3 separate regions of the Zea mays genome follow, and all the other regions are linked to region 3. A link is a contact called in public Hi-C data. All regions are on one chromosome and are shown on one strand. Each heading gives the region's core, a stretch centred on a gene start, on an enhancer-like site or on the middle of the called end of the contact. The rest is flanking DNA. Distances are from core to core; before and after follow the strand shown. Region 1 holds the start of LOC100276729. Region 2 holds the start of LOC100272613. Region 3 holds the start of LOC103650557 (Mono-/di-acylglycerol lipase N-terminal).

Region 1 (4,749 bases), core at 1,787-4,286, 140 kb after region 3:
CTTTTTCCAAGGCATACGTTGGTGTGTGCATAAACACAAATATTCTCGTGCGAGCATGCAGAGCACCCTGTGCCTGACAAGTAGTCATGGGCCACAGATGGTTTACACAACACCACATTCACTTGCAATATACTAAAACTACACCATTTTATCCAAAACAATGATAGGTTCAGTAACTCAGCTGTGTAATGCTAATGCCAACTAATACCCACTTGGGTCGTGTGAGACATTGTGCTGTCAACATTGGTCAATGGTCATATAGAAATTAGCTTGAATTCTAATTTCCATCATGAATTACTAAATTTAAAACATTTGGTTATCACCAACTTAACCTTAGCATATATTATTTTGTAAATGGTAAAAAAACCTAATGCAGATTGCAGAACCATCTGTGCAACCACAAGTCAATGGTATAGAACCACCATCAAAGCCATTTAACAATATTAGATAATCATTACAGAAACATGAATGTATCATAACAAGCATCATATCATAAAATCATATTTGCTCGAAATGAAATGGGCTGCTGCGCACCAATCAAAACCATATAATTGCATTCAGAAAATAGTTTTCACAATAACTCCAGTTTTTTAAAAGCTACACGAGCAAAGCAAAAACAATATATTGATAGCTGATTTGCTCACTAAGGGTTGAGCAATACATACAGCACAAACCAAGACTGGCGATACCAGCTTTATAGTAGACTAGCATGAAACGCCTTTTAAGACTCGAGAAGCCTAGAAAAAAAAACTATGGCCTGATTTAGTGATTTATCACCTTCCAGCACCTAGGTCACTAGTACGAACTTATAAGAAAGCTATCAAATTCACATGAACAGTTAAACTAAACCACCCTATTGTTAGCCCATTGACTACATACAGATTTGCATTCAACTACCAATCAACGATGAAACAGTGACTTTTATTTCTATTCTCTAATAAATTGCACACCAAATAAAGCATTACTCAATTTCCAAGTTAAGATAAGGAGTGATCAGTGAGTTATTTAGCTTGTATACATTCCTGTAATCATATCATAGTCATCACAAATACTGAATTCTTGTAGCATTTGTTCTATTTCTGGCAAGCTATCTTATACCAAATTAATAACATTCACTCACTGTGTTGTGTGAGACATTGCGATAATGTGATGTCAACCTGTGTCATTTAACTTTAACTTGGACTGTAGTATCAATTATGAAGTATAATTATTCATTAGAGGAATAATTATAATGGTATTTTCCACCAGAATACTTTAAAGGACATCTGGATTGAAATACCCTTGGTTTTTAACGACGAAAGCTATTCAACCACAATGCTTGAGAAACCATTTCCATAAACAATGTGAATCATAGCAATAGCAACCATATTATACAAGGCCTAATTATGTTAAAGGTATATGTTTCAAGCTGCAGAAAATAATATAAAATGATTTCACAAGATATATTTGTCATTTGCGTGAAACAATAGCTTTTGACAGTGACTCCTATTTTGTGAAGAGGTTACACACAAGTAAAAGCAGTAACATAAAGGCTGCATTGTTCGAACCAAGACTATCCAAAATTAACTTTCTAATAGAACATCACAAAATCAGACAAAAGCCCGATATTTTTTTGACAGAAGCCCGATATTATGTGACTTGGCTGCTAGTATTAGGGAACAAGAAATCAATCAGCATAACTAGATGCAACGAACTAAAAGGCCGATATTTTTTTGACAGAAGCCCGATATTACCTGACTTGGCTGCAACAAACTAAAAAGCACCATTGTTAGTTAAATTAACTACAAATTATTGCATTCACCTGACATTTATAGCACAGCACAAATCAGTTTCAATCTCTAAAGCATTACTCAACTTTGTACAGTTACTGCTAATAATCCCTATTTGTAGCCTGCGTATAGGCCAACCAGGCTCACGGTGTGCAGCCGCAGTGCGTTTGGTTGTAGGTCGTATCCATGCAGCCAGGCTCGTGTTACTTTATCGTTTGTTTGGTTTGTCGCATATGCAGCTGAGCTTGTGTCTAGCGATGCAAAAAAAACACCTCGGGCCAGGCTGTGGAGAGGCGGCCAAAATCTCCGCATTTGGAGAACCAGGCTCGCGTGATGCACAGCCAGGCCCCACCGGCCTGGCTCGCACGGCCAGGCTGCTCAGATACGGCAACCAATTAGGCCCACTTCTACGGTCATGTGAAATTTACAAACCATGAACCACTACTACATGACAAATCCTAAGGTTCTCATATAATTCTTAATCTCGATGGAATTATGGAAAGAGGCCAATGCCTAAGAAGCGGGATACGTTCACCTCGATGGTCATGGGAGTGAAGACTAGAAGGTTGGAGAGGTTGCAGCCGAGCGCTGAGAGGAGGAATCCAAGCTGGTAGCGCTGCACAGTGGACGCCGTCTTCCACGGGTGAAGGTACGCGAAGGCGGCGACGGAGATGGCTGCGCATGCAGATATAAGCGTGAAGTAGGCCGGGAACATCTTGCTCTGCAAGTTGCCGAACATGTGCCTCGGCAGGTTCCTACAAAGAACAAGATTTCCACATCACCACAGAACAAAGTAGCGGTTCAGTTCAATGAATCCATGGAATTCTTGGATTAGATTTTCCCCTCACGATTTTTGGTTCATAGATTGGGGCAAGATGACGGGGGGAGAAAGATGGGGCTATTAGAGCCGGGAGCTCACTTGAACATTATGATGCCGCCGATGAAGGTGGCCCAGAGGGCGGCGCCCCAGGAGGTGGCAAAGGAGAGGACGTGGGCCAGCTTGGCGGCGGTGACGGCTCCTGCGCCGGATGGGGAACCGATAGCCTCTGGGACGAAGAGGACGCCCGCAGCAAAGAAGCACACCGCCGCCAGGAACCGCGTCGCCCACCCCATCGTTCGCCGCCGATCGCCGGTGTAGAGGGGTCGACGGAGGATTTGGGAATGGTATCGGGGTAGTTGCGGAGCAATTACGGTCACGCCTCCGAGGAGAGGTCGCTGGCAGTGGTTGGTAATTACGGTCAGAGGTCAGAGCTGTGTTTGTTTGATTCCAGCACTATGGACTACATATTTGTGTTATTATATTTTATTATGTTGATTTCGTAGCACAGATATATATATATATATATATATATATATATATATATATATATATATATATATATATATATACACTAGTCGGTTGTCCGTGCGTTGCGACGGCTTACAACAATACCCACGTAAACTATCCATAAAAAAATTCAAGATTTTTTATTGATTGTCTTCACTCTCTATATAATATATTTTTTTGATTTGGCTAACTGATGTTATTGTTTACTCCATGCAAATATGTCTTGGTACAACACAGCCAATGAAGTGAGCGATTAGAAGAGAGTTCACAACGATTGCCTGAATGAACAGAGATTATAAAATGACATAATTCCATCATACAGAGACCAAATAAGAGAGTTTGTGAGATCAAGTTTCTAAAATAAGTCTCATGAAGTCAAACTTATAAAAAAGATAGATTAAAATATGGAGTGATTGCTAAAGTCAGGCATCAATAAAAACTGGATGCGCTCCATATAAATTATGGTACTTCGTAGCAATTACTAACGTTTAAAACCAACAAATAACCTTTCATTTTGCTGTTAGTGTGACAAATCATTGGTGCTCCATCCAATTCAGCAACCTCAAACACCATGTAGTCCATTGCGCCAATGTGGTCTCAGAAACGACATAATGCTTGCAAGAGCCAAGAACGTCGTGCCGTGCTTGGGCTGTAGCCTCGACCCGTAGTGTTGGCCCGGCCCGACACGATTATTTTTTTATTTTACAAAAAAACATATATACCTATATACAATTTATATTCAATATTAAAAATATCTTAACGTGATGTTCTACTGGTTAGATAGTTTCACCCAGTGTCTCCCGCCCTTCTTCCATCAGGGCATAGGTTCGAACCCCACCTCCTATACCGTTTTTTAACATTTTACGTTGATTTAATTAAATGGATCGACGGGCTAACGGGCTGGTCCGACACAGTTAGCAGGTCTATGGCAGGCCAGCATGACGTGCCTGTGCCATAGTTGTGGCCCGCGTGCATCTAGCCCGTGTCGGGCGTCGTTTGGCATCTATAGAGCGGATTAATTTGAATAGCTGTGAGGGGTTATTTGTAAAAAAATGACGCATGACGACCGTTGAAACTGGTACTTTAAGTATAGTATAGATATATATATACATATTGTTTAAATGGATATTTTTTAAATATTTTTCAAAAATCTTACAATAATAATAAGGTACACGTACGTTGCTACGGTTTAAATTTATATTTAAGTATAGAGTATAAAATATAAAGATATGTGTGTTCTATGGTTTGTTTAGGTGGGTGTGAATGCAAGCCAATAAACATCATCCTTTGAATCTCATTTGTGTATAATTTTAACTATTTTACCATTTAGAAGATATAGTAAAGTGTCTCTATGTTGCTATATTTATATATATGCTTGAGTAAAGAGTATAAAATACAAAAACATATGTGTTCTATCGATTTGCGTAGGTGGGTGTGAAGGTAAGCCTAGAGCCAACAACCACCATAATCCAAATCTCATTTGTGCGTGATTTTAACTTTTTTACCATTTAAAAGATATGTTAGCACCTTAATCATTTTAAGCTGTTGTTAATCTCATAGAACCTACAACGACTTGTTGAACACAAGCAGAGACTTGGAAGTTAAAATGAACTTGCAGCTGTCATCATAATGCGATAAAAATACAGTGCTCAA
Region 2 (4,910 bases), core at 343-2,842, 210 kb after region 3:
AAATGGATGTATGCCCTGTTAGAATTCGATCTGTGGTATCAATCAACAAATATCGTGGAGGGACATGCCCTCATAGATCTCATCACTAAAAGAGCACCTCCACTAACATTGACAGTTGTCATCAAAACATGGGTACTCTTCTTTTATGGATCAATTTTTGATGTAAGTTGTGGTGTCGGGGTGCGGGTACTCTCACCTTGGGGGCAATATTCAATTTTTCACTACGGTTAGAAGTAAGATGCACCAACAATCATGTAGAGTATGAAGCCATTCAAAAAGAGATGTGGTTGATTTTATAAGCTAGAATTGAGCCTATATAAATAGTCAAAGACTCAAAAGTGGTGATCAATCAGCTCACAGGGGATTTCAATTGTACCAGTGATGCTTTGTAGCCTGTACCCATATTTCAACAACTACCGAGAGTTGATGACAAGGTTACACTTCATCACACTAATGTCGGTGCCTTGGGAATAGAATTTAGATGCCAAAAAATGGCCTAGATGGCATCTAATTACATGTCTGCCAACTAGGATGATGAAGTGGAGATTCTACAGATTGATGCAGTCGACTAGAAAGCCGATATCTTCAACTACTTGAAGGATCCGACCCGGGGTGCACATAAGCAGATAAGGTACAAAGCCTTAAGGTATGTACTCATTGGATATGAAATATATTATTATACCCTTGAAGGACTACTATTGAAATGTTTCGAACCCATCCAAGATTTTGAGCTGATGCATGATGTGCATGAAGGCATGTGTGAAACACACTAGTCACCTCACCAGATAAAGTGGTTAATCAGGAGGTCTGGCTACTATTGGTCGATGCACTTGTAAGATTGTTTCATGTGCTACAAGGCTTGCCAAAAGTGTCAAAAATTAGGGCCATTCAACTTTCTCCATCCATTGCTTTGAATCCCATCATTAAGCCATGGCTATTCAGAGATCCGGGATGCCATATCTTGTCTTAGTAGGCGCGGACTTTACGACGTTTGACTTGGGTTTCCATCATGCTTCTCTTCCTTGGTTAGGAGTTGGGTGGTTATTCTATCTCACAGACTTGCTTGGTAGGGACCTGATTGGTCGCTCCGCTCTGCGGACTTGCCCGACAGGGACTTGGTCGGTTGCCCCGCCTCGCAGGCTTGCTCGGCAGGGAATGCTCGATCACTCTGCTTCGCGAACTTGCTCGGCAGAGGCTTGGTCGGTCGCTCTGCCTCGCAGTCCTGCTCGGTGGGGCTTGGTCGTTCATTCCGCCTCGCGAACTTGCTCGGCAGGGATCTGGTCCGTCGTTCCGCCTCACACTCCTTAGCAGGGATCTGATCTGACTTGCTTGGTAGAGACCTGATCATCGCTCTGCTCCACGAACTTGCTCGGCAGGAAGCGGGTGGGTCATCTTGTCTTGCGAACTTGCTCAGCGGGAAAACTTTAATCGGCAAGAAGGTTTTATGGATTTTACTTTAGGTACCCCATTTCTAGATACCCTACAATTATAAGGTAAGTTCTTCAAATACGTAAATTATAATAGCGTATCTCCAAACTTAAAAATTGCAATAGCATCCAAATAGACGTGCTACCTTATTTTACCTCAATGACGAAACTACCCCTGCCTCTTCTCCTTCTTCAGCCTCCAGCCGGCGCCGCCTCCCCGCTCCGCTCCCTCCTGCCACCTGCGCGCAGCCTCACGGCGATGTCAGCGGCCACGTCGACGGCGCCGTCGATCGGAGAGTATCCTTCCCCGGTGTCCCCTCCCTACCCGGCCACCTCCAAGGACCTGGAGCTCCGGCGCGCCATGACCGCCTCCGCGCGCTCCGCGGCCTTCGCGTCTGCGGACGTCGTGTTCGAGGACGAGTGGCTCGCCGTCGTCGACAAACCCGCCGGCGTCTACTGCGACGCCCTCCTCACCTCCTTCCCTTGCTCTGCCGTCTCAGGTAAATAAGATGGAACTTAAAAGGAATAGGTGGCGCTGAGCTCATTGCTTGTGATTTCGTATGTCGATCATCCAGTGTCAGTAATATCGATGATTTGGATGAAGAAATTGGCGTATTTAGGTAGTATGATGATATCTTTGTGTAATACAACATGTTGTCTAATGTTACTTTACTGATGGCAACATGGTTATTAAGACGACGGAACGGAACGCTCATGGGTGGAGTTTTAACTTTTAAACGGTTTAAACAAAGTTTAAACGTAATTTTAAACAACATAGGGAAATTTCAATATATCATAATTTCAGACAATTATATAAAGTCAAATACCAAACAACCAACATAAGTTCACATAATAATATTGTGCAAAATGACATGTCCACAACCACATTACCACAATAACACAAGTTCAACTAATAGCAAGTCGACAACCGCAAACAAAGTGGAATGAGATGTCTAATAGTCCACAATCACAAACATAGCACAAAAGCAACTAAAGTAGAATGCAATGTCCACAACCACAGGCACACAAATGTTACTCAAGCACTCAATAACCATCATCCAAATCATCTAAACCAACATCATCCTTGTCTTGCTCATCACCACGGCTACCACTGTTGTTTGTTTCTTCTTCATCATCCATGTCAAGGTCGTCAAGCACAAAATTGTCATCGTCTTCATTCTCATCACCCACATCAAGACCATCTTCATCATCCTCAAGAATTGGCACTTGAGTACCATGAGCTCTCCTAGGAAAGTAGCGGTCTTGAAGTTGTGTAGATTCCTAATTGGGTTGGGCCAAATTTTACAAGCAGGCAACTTAAACGCTCGAAACGTGGCGTTTAACTATATATCGCGTTTAAACATCAAAACGTGACGTTTAAATACGAGGAAGTGTAAAATGTTTCAACGTTTCGCTGTTCTATCAGCGTTTTATAGTTTAAACGACGTTTAAACGTCGTTTTAATAACCATGGATGGCAATGCCATTGCTCAATACTTGGTTTAGTTTAGGACATACAGGCTATGTAATTAATGTAAAGGATGAGTAAAAAATGTGCATTGGAGGCTATTTAGGAGCATTACAGTGTGGAATGCATTTTGACAAATTGTGCAATATTGTGTTTCATCACACTACCACAGGCATAAGGCAATCTGTATTCAAGTGTTGATTCTCATTCTATTTCCAAATGATCCAAGCTCATATAATGTTGTCTGTAATGGACTAGTTTAACAATTCCTACTAGCAAGTGAGTGTCCAGCACTGAAAGTATGATATGCTATGATGACAATCAGCATTTTAAATGCGTCGCCTAGGCGTCCAGACGCCCAAAAAATCTGAGGTGCGTAGGCGTTCAGGCGGCGGTCCAACGCCTTGTCTCACCTTACCACTTTAAGAACCATGGTGACAAAAAAAAGAAATTTGTTTCATGCACTCTTTGGAAGTTTTTTAATTGAATACAATATCCACTATTTGGTATTTGTTTCATGCATTGTCTCCCAAAGCATATGGAATTAGTTATGTCTGGCTAGTAGTTAGTACCTTTAGTCTTTAGGACTATAGTTGCTACTTGCTACTTGTGGACTGGCTGAGGTGAGGAAACAGCACTTGTGATCTGTCTGTCTTTTGTCAGAAAGTAAAAGTTTGATTCTTAAGTAATCCACTACATAATAATATCAGAGTGTTTTATTTTAATATTTTTAACATCTAGATTTCATTATTTGAAGCCACAATCGAATTGTTTTTTTTTCTTTACATTAGTATTGTTCTTGATTTACTATTTCTAAGTTCTTCTTTTACAAAAGAGATGATACACTATTCGTTCTCACTACAGGCAAACATTTCTTGCGACTTGCAGAGAATCCAGCAACTAAACCTAACCTTCACCTTGCAAACAGGCTGGACCGTGATACTAGTGGGCTCATGGTTATCACCAAATGCAACAAAGTTGCTGGGAAGCTAGTGAAGGCATTCACTGACCATAAAGTCAAGAAAACATATCTAGCTCTCTGCATAGGTTTCCCACCGGCATGGGAAAAGATCAAGATATGTTCTGGCCATGGGCGATCGAAACACGGCGCTTGGCGTGTATATGCTATGTCTGATGTTGGCCGTTCACTCCCAGGCGGCTCTGTCGTACGGGACATGAGCACGCGGTTTGAAGTTCTAGGCGTCAACGGTAAAGGGCAGTTCAGAGAACCCTACAGCTTGGACACCGACGATATCGAGCCAATTACTGTGCAAGAAAAGGCGACTGACCAGACTTGTGGCGGTGATGCGAACAGCAGTGTCATCTTGGTTAGAGCCTATCCCCAGAGCGGACGGACACACCAGATTCGTCTACACTGCCAGTATCTTGGTCTCCCTATCAGAGGTGATGTGAAGTACGGCGGGGTGATCGAGTGGGACGGCGTAGAGTGTGAGGGCCATGCACTGCATGCGGAGAGCTTGTCATTTGTACACCCCATCACTGGATTGCCCATCACTCTCCGGTCACCTCTCCCTCCATGGGCAAAAGATTGCATATCAGCAATGGAATAAAGTTCCCTTGGCCTCAATGTGATGCACGATGCTCCATTTGGCACTGAAATGTCCACCAAGGATGTAACTCTGAGATCTCAAAAGGCATCATCTCTTGAAGACCTTTTCTGGGAGTAGCGTTGGGAAATAGCACTATCAAATATACTGAGTCCACTGTTACAGGCAGTTCTACTTGAGACTGTAATTTTAGCACGTGTACCGTAGAGATATTGAGTTGTTTGTTGTAGTTTTGTTTCAAATTGTGAGTACCCAAACGCAGGCACACACAACACATGTTGAACCATGGATATTTATTTATTTATTTATTTGGTCGTTCAACAAGGCATCTGGAAAGCCCCTTAAACACCAGAAAATTTTGAGATCCACATGTAAGCTGTTCTTGAAAGGGAGACAGCAGAATGGGATTTCTCAGTATTCCAGGTGCAGTTCTGCACCTGAGCTAGTT
Region 3 (4,808 bases), core at 1,721-4,220:
CTCTACTCATGGTAGTCATAAATGTAAGCTTGTACCTCGGTACTTAGGCAATGTATTTTCTTAAGATTCTCTCTCAGTAGTAGAGAATCCTAAAGTTCATTGATGATACTTTACTGCAACAGTGCTTTGAAGTTCATTTGCTTTGGCTTGAAGAAATAAAAAAACATATTTGGCATTTCTAGTTGATAACAACTTGCAATTTTACTTGCTTTAGCATTCACAACTTATGTTGATCTTCGTGCAGTTCACTAGGTAGACAGGAAAGCATCAATTCTGAGTTACAGAACTGTAGTTCAATACAGAAGCAGAAAATCTAGAAAAAAAAATGAACAAGAGATGACTCATTAATATGTAATACCACGAGTTTCCGACAGTGCAGAATGGTTGAACATCAAAAGATCACCAGGAGAACATCAAAATTACCTTAACCTCATATTCTGGGAATTGCTCGATTGCTTTACTCAGGCCAGGAATGGCTTGCCTTGCAATCCATCGAGCTGCTACAACCATTCCACAGTGGGCGTAGCCCAACACTAGGTTGGAAACACGACCTTCCTGGACCACAACGTGATGGAATGGAACCTCTGTGCCTGTTGCTGCTGTCAACCGCTCCTTAACACTGATAGCCCCCCTGATGAAAAGGAGAAAGCATTGGCTACTTCTGTCTCGAACAATTGTGAAAGCTGGCTTCAAGAGCTGCATGATATAACAGAATTTCATCCAGTTACTCGTGATCTATTATCAGCGGTGTGACAAGTTTGGGGATGTTTAGTCTCAACTCTCAACGCATAATTGACAACAGAAAGTTAACTGATACTTACGCACCCTCGCCTTAGGCTTTCTTATAAGCACGTCATTATGGCCATAACCACCATACTCCAAAAACACGTTGTATGGCTTCTTCGAGAAATACATGCACTGCTTCAGATATCTGAGCAGCGAAATCAGTACCTGCCTCACCTCAGCCCCATCCAGTAGCACAGAATCACTTCCAGCATACTCATGCTGCAGATTACCCTGTAACAGTACAGCAAACGCAAATGAGCAGACCATTTTCTGGGAGAGAGAAAAAAACAGCACCTATGATTCTAGAATGTAGAATACTTAGAGCAGCTAAAGGTGGCTAGCATCTTATCAGTAGGTATCTGGTTCAAATCCTACGATCACTTAACTTTACAATTTCTGGAGCCTAAATTAATCAAAGTGGAGTTCGCCTGGGAGGGAGAAAAAAAAACCGAAAGTAGGGTTGCTTATATATAAACAATCTTCTTAAACAATCAAAATGAGTCAAATTTAATAGAGTCCCAGTCCATGATGCACCGAAATCATGAAATTGTTAAAGAAAACACACTACTTATATATGGATGGATGGTGAGGTGCATAGCTAACTGCATATGAGCAATTCCGTCAAGACAGATGTCAGCAAAATAGTACTGGAAAATAATTGAAGCTCATTGAACTGTTCGTCGAATTGTCCAACATTCAAGAATTCTCCAAACAGCTTATGAGGCAACACGCACGCATTCATGTACCCATCGGCAGATTGTTCTCAAACTAGGCACAAGTACCCCACGTAACATCAACATCCAAGCTATAGCAAGGAAACATGTTGCAACGTACAAGTACTGACTCCGTTCTCGAATATTTATCGTCTGATTTATCGCCTGCAAGTTAATTTTTTAACAAAAAAAAACGTGACAAATAAAAAAAAGGGAGTACTTCTTAGCACCTACTACTAGGTACTATGGTCCCAGCAGTTCAAACTGGACCGAAAAGATTTTCAGCAAATTCTGCGAGCAACTCAGAACAGTCCAATATTTGATCGAATTCCTAGTCCACGATATTTTCTTTCAAAGAGCCATGGGCCCGCCGGACTGTCGACCAATCTAGAAGAGGGAAGGCCGGAAGGGATGAGAAGAACACAACATAAATGCGCAACGGAAACTCGGACCACGAGGAAAGAAAACTCCGCCCAATCTTTTTCTTGCACGCAAGATTCTTGCCAGAAATATTTTTTCCATTTCGCAGTTTTCAAACTAAGATAATACCGGGAAAAACAACAAAGGAGGCTTGACCGACAAAAATTCCACGCAAGCAAACACATCGGACACATCACCTTATTTAACCAGGCGGGAAATCCCACAAGTGAAAAATATTGGAGGGAAATCAGAAAAAATCATGCGCAAGACACAGCCAAGGACAAAACAAACATGTAACGGCACAATGAGGAGAGCTGCGCAGCGCAGGTGCTACTCCTAGTGGGAGTAGCGCAGCCGACGATCGTGGAGGGTCTGGTGGCGGGCACCGGCAGTCTGGCACGCATACCTGCTGCCGCATATAGTACTTGATCCCGAAGGCGACCTCCCCGAGGGTCCACTTGCCGAGCGTCTCGGCCCAGGTGAAGCCCACAGTGCGCGCGGTCAAGGCGGCCGCCTCGCCCCACCCGTCCGGGGGGCGCTCCGGCCACCGCCGCTTGGTGCACGGAGGCGGAGCACGCCGCTGCTCCCGCCGCGCCCTGGTGTCCTCTTTCCTTCGTCGCCGAGCCTCCAGGGCCGACGATATCAGCTGGTCCTCCAGGGCGCCGCCGTCGCCGGCGGCGTCCCCGCAGAGCCGGCCTGACAGCACCAGGTACAGCAGCACCGCCGTCCCCGCCGCCGTCGCCATCCCCTTCGCGCCCATCCCGCGCGGTAAAAGCACGGTTAGCACGTACGTACTGTATGTGCGTAGGTGTCGGAGCGAGGAGAAGGAGAGGTGGGGGTCGTCGGACGTCGGGTTGGGACTTGGCCACTTGGGAGTTGGGACTTGGGACGGAAGAGGGGGCGGGCTCTGCCGCTCTGGGGGGTCGGCCTAAAACCGATGGACGACCGTGGCCGGAAAGACGGTTCTGCCCCTGAATTTGTATGCTCACTTTGGCTACCTCGGATCCACCGGCTGTCAATTGTGAATTTGTAATCAGCTTAAAGAAAAAGACAAGGTTTTTTTCTTAAACTCCTTGATAATTTACTTTTAGACTCTATTTATTTATATTCTTAAATTTAAAATTTATTTAATAATCATTTAGATCCAAATTAATTAAACTATTATAATTATACATAAATGCATTCATATATAATTATTGGTCATATAAGTGAAATACATGTTGCATTTTTGTTTTAGAGGAACGAACCAAGAAGCGTGTTATAAGTTTTAGAGTAAAAAAAACTAATACAATGATTTATATAATCAATTTCAACCTCTTACCTTATATATAAATTTGAGATAGATTTATACGTGAACTTCGAAAAGCTATGTAGTATTAAATTTTAAACTAAATGGTCTAGTCTATTTAATAGATTCTACTTTCTCTAAGAACAAACCCAGTGTACATGGGCCTTTCATTCACATAAAGCGCACATGAGCTAACAAAGTTTACAAAAAATTCTGAAAAAATCATACATTTTTTTCCATTCTACTCTAATTACATACTAAATTTCAAGTTCAAAGTCGTTACACTTTAGTTGTAATAAAAAGATAACATTTTAGCCTATTTTCTAATTTAAACTTGTTAGAAATTTTATCTTTTTATTACAACTAAAGTATAATGAATTTGGCCTTTAAATTTTGTATATAATTGGAGTAAGATGGAAAGAATATGTATGAATTTTTTTTAGAATTTTTTGTGAGTGTTGTTAGTTTATGTGCACTTTATATGTACCAAAGGCTCATGTGCACTGGATATGTTCTCATTAAAAAAACAGAAACAACCTAGATAGCTAAAACACATGTCCTACCTCAAATTAACTCTACTGACAAAAGATACCCCAACCTAGACAGCCTGATGCGTGCAGAGCAGAGTTGATTGAAGGCGGCAAATGAGAAGAGAGCACATGATGCAAGGGAATGGGAGGCGGCTAGAGCCGAGAAACAGATGTTGGGGAATCTTGCTTGTCGTCTGAGTGGAAGTGAGTGAGAAAAAGGACATGTTAGTTTCGCTTATACAATTTATTTATCCTGACTTTGCAAACTTATTTGTCACATTACATTTGCATTTGCAGAGATTGGATGTGTCGTGAACTATCTCACAGATGAGGCTCGAGCAAGATACATACATGAAAAAATGGTGATGGTGGAAGTACATTTTCTTCCTCTCGAGGTGTTTCTGATAGTGGTTCCTCGTCCACATCTATGTTGAAACTACCGATGAGAATCTTGAGGTAGATGTACCTATTAATATTGATTCTGATACTCCTATTACATACTCCCTCCAGGTCTAAAATTTTTGATGTTTAAGGCTATGAAGGGATGGATAAATTTTTTTGACGTTTTAGCTTTTGCATGCAAGTTTAGTTGTTTTTGCCCCTGCAAGCGCGCTTAGCCTGCATGGTTCCAATGTTGCACATTTAACTCCCCTAGGCTGCATGAGGCTCCTTATTTTCTCTGCATGCATGCGTATTAAGGGATGGATAAAAAAAATGGCATGCCACGGCAACATTGGCGCGAACGGAAAAATGGCAGATGCGGCAAAAAAATCCCATCGCGAAAAAGGGCCTCAAATGCACGGCTAGGAATTGAACTGGAGACCGTAGTTGAACTGGAGACCGTAGGCTTCAAAAACGTCATCCCAACCACATGAGCTAAGAGAATATAATGATTTCCAATGCCACATGACCTTATTTAATAAGGGTAAAACGGGAAACATGCACTCTAGTTAATGGCTTCTTGGTATGTGAGATCCTGTCTAAAACGTCAAGAATTTTAGACCTAGAGGGAGTAGTCATTTCAGCTTTTATACCTCCTGTTAGCAACAATCACTATATCGCTCAAGATAG

What was found. A called contact is a pair of places that touch in the nucleus more often than the background predicts.
Region 1: a contact with region 3 is called in a Hi-C map of leaf, with 2.6 times the contacts expected there. The contact joins the promoter of LOC100276729 here to the promoter of LOC103650557 in region 3. A contact is called at or near these places in 7 of 25 Hi-C or Micro-C datasets (bundle sheath, ear, endosperm and 2 more).
Region 2: a contact with region 3 is called in a Hi-C map of ear, with 1.7 times the contacts expected there. The contact joins the promoter of LOC100272613 here to the promoter of LOC103650557 in region 3. A contact is called at or near these places in 5 of 25 Hi-C or Micro-C datasets (bundle sheath, ear, leaf and 1 more).

The regions. Positions count from the first base shown.
Region 1 is chr3:130,666,298-130,671,046 of Zm-B73-REFERENCE-NAM-5.0, reverse strand. LOC100276729 reads right to left here and starts at 3,036. Exons shown (of 3, transcript NM_001150447.2): 1 at 2,689-3,036; 2 at 2,305-2,524. The coding sequence starts at 2,882.
Region 2 is chr3:130,594,772-130,599,681 of Zm-B73-REFERENCE-NAM-5.0, reverse strand. It overlaps LOC100272613, which reads left to right and starts at 1,592. Exons shown (of 2, transcript NM_001147076.1): 1 at 1,592-1,927; 2 at 3,823-4,784. The coding sequence starts at 3,848. The coding sequence ends at 4,465.
Region 3 is chr3:130,805,633-130,810,440 of Zm-B73-REFERENCE-NAM-5.0, reverse strand. It overlaps LOC103650557 (Mono-/di-acylglycerol lipase N-terminal), which reads right to left and starts at 2,970. Exons shown (of 7, transcript XM_008676131.4): 1 at 2,326-2,970; 2 at 826-1,017; 3 at 424-696. The coding sequence starts at 2,679.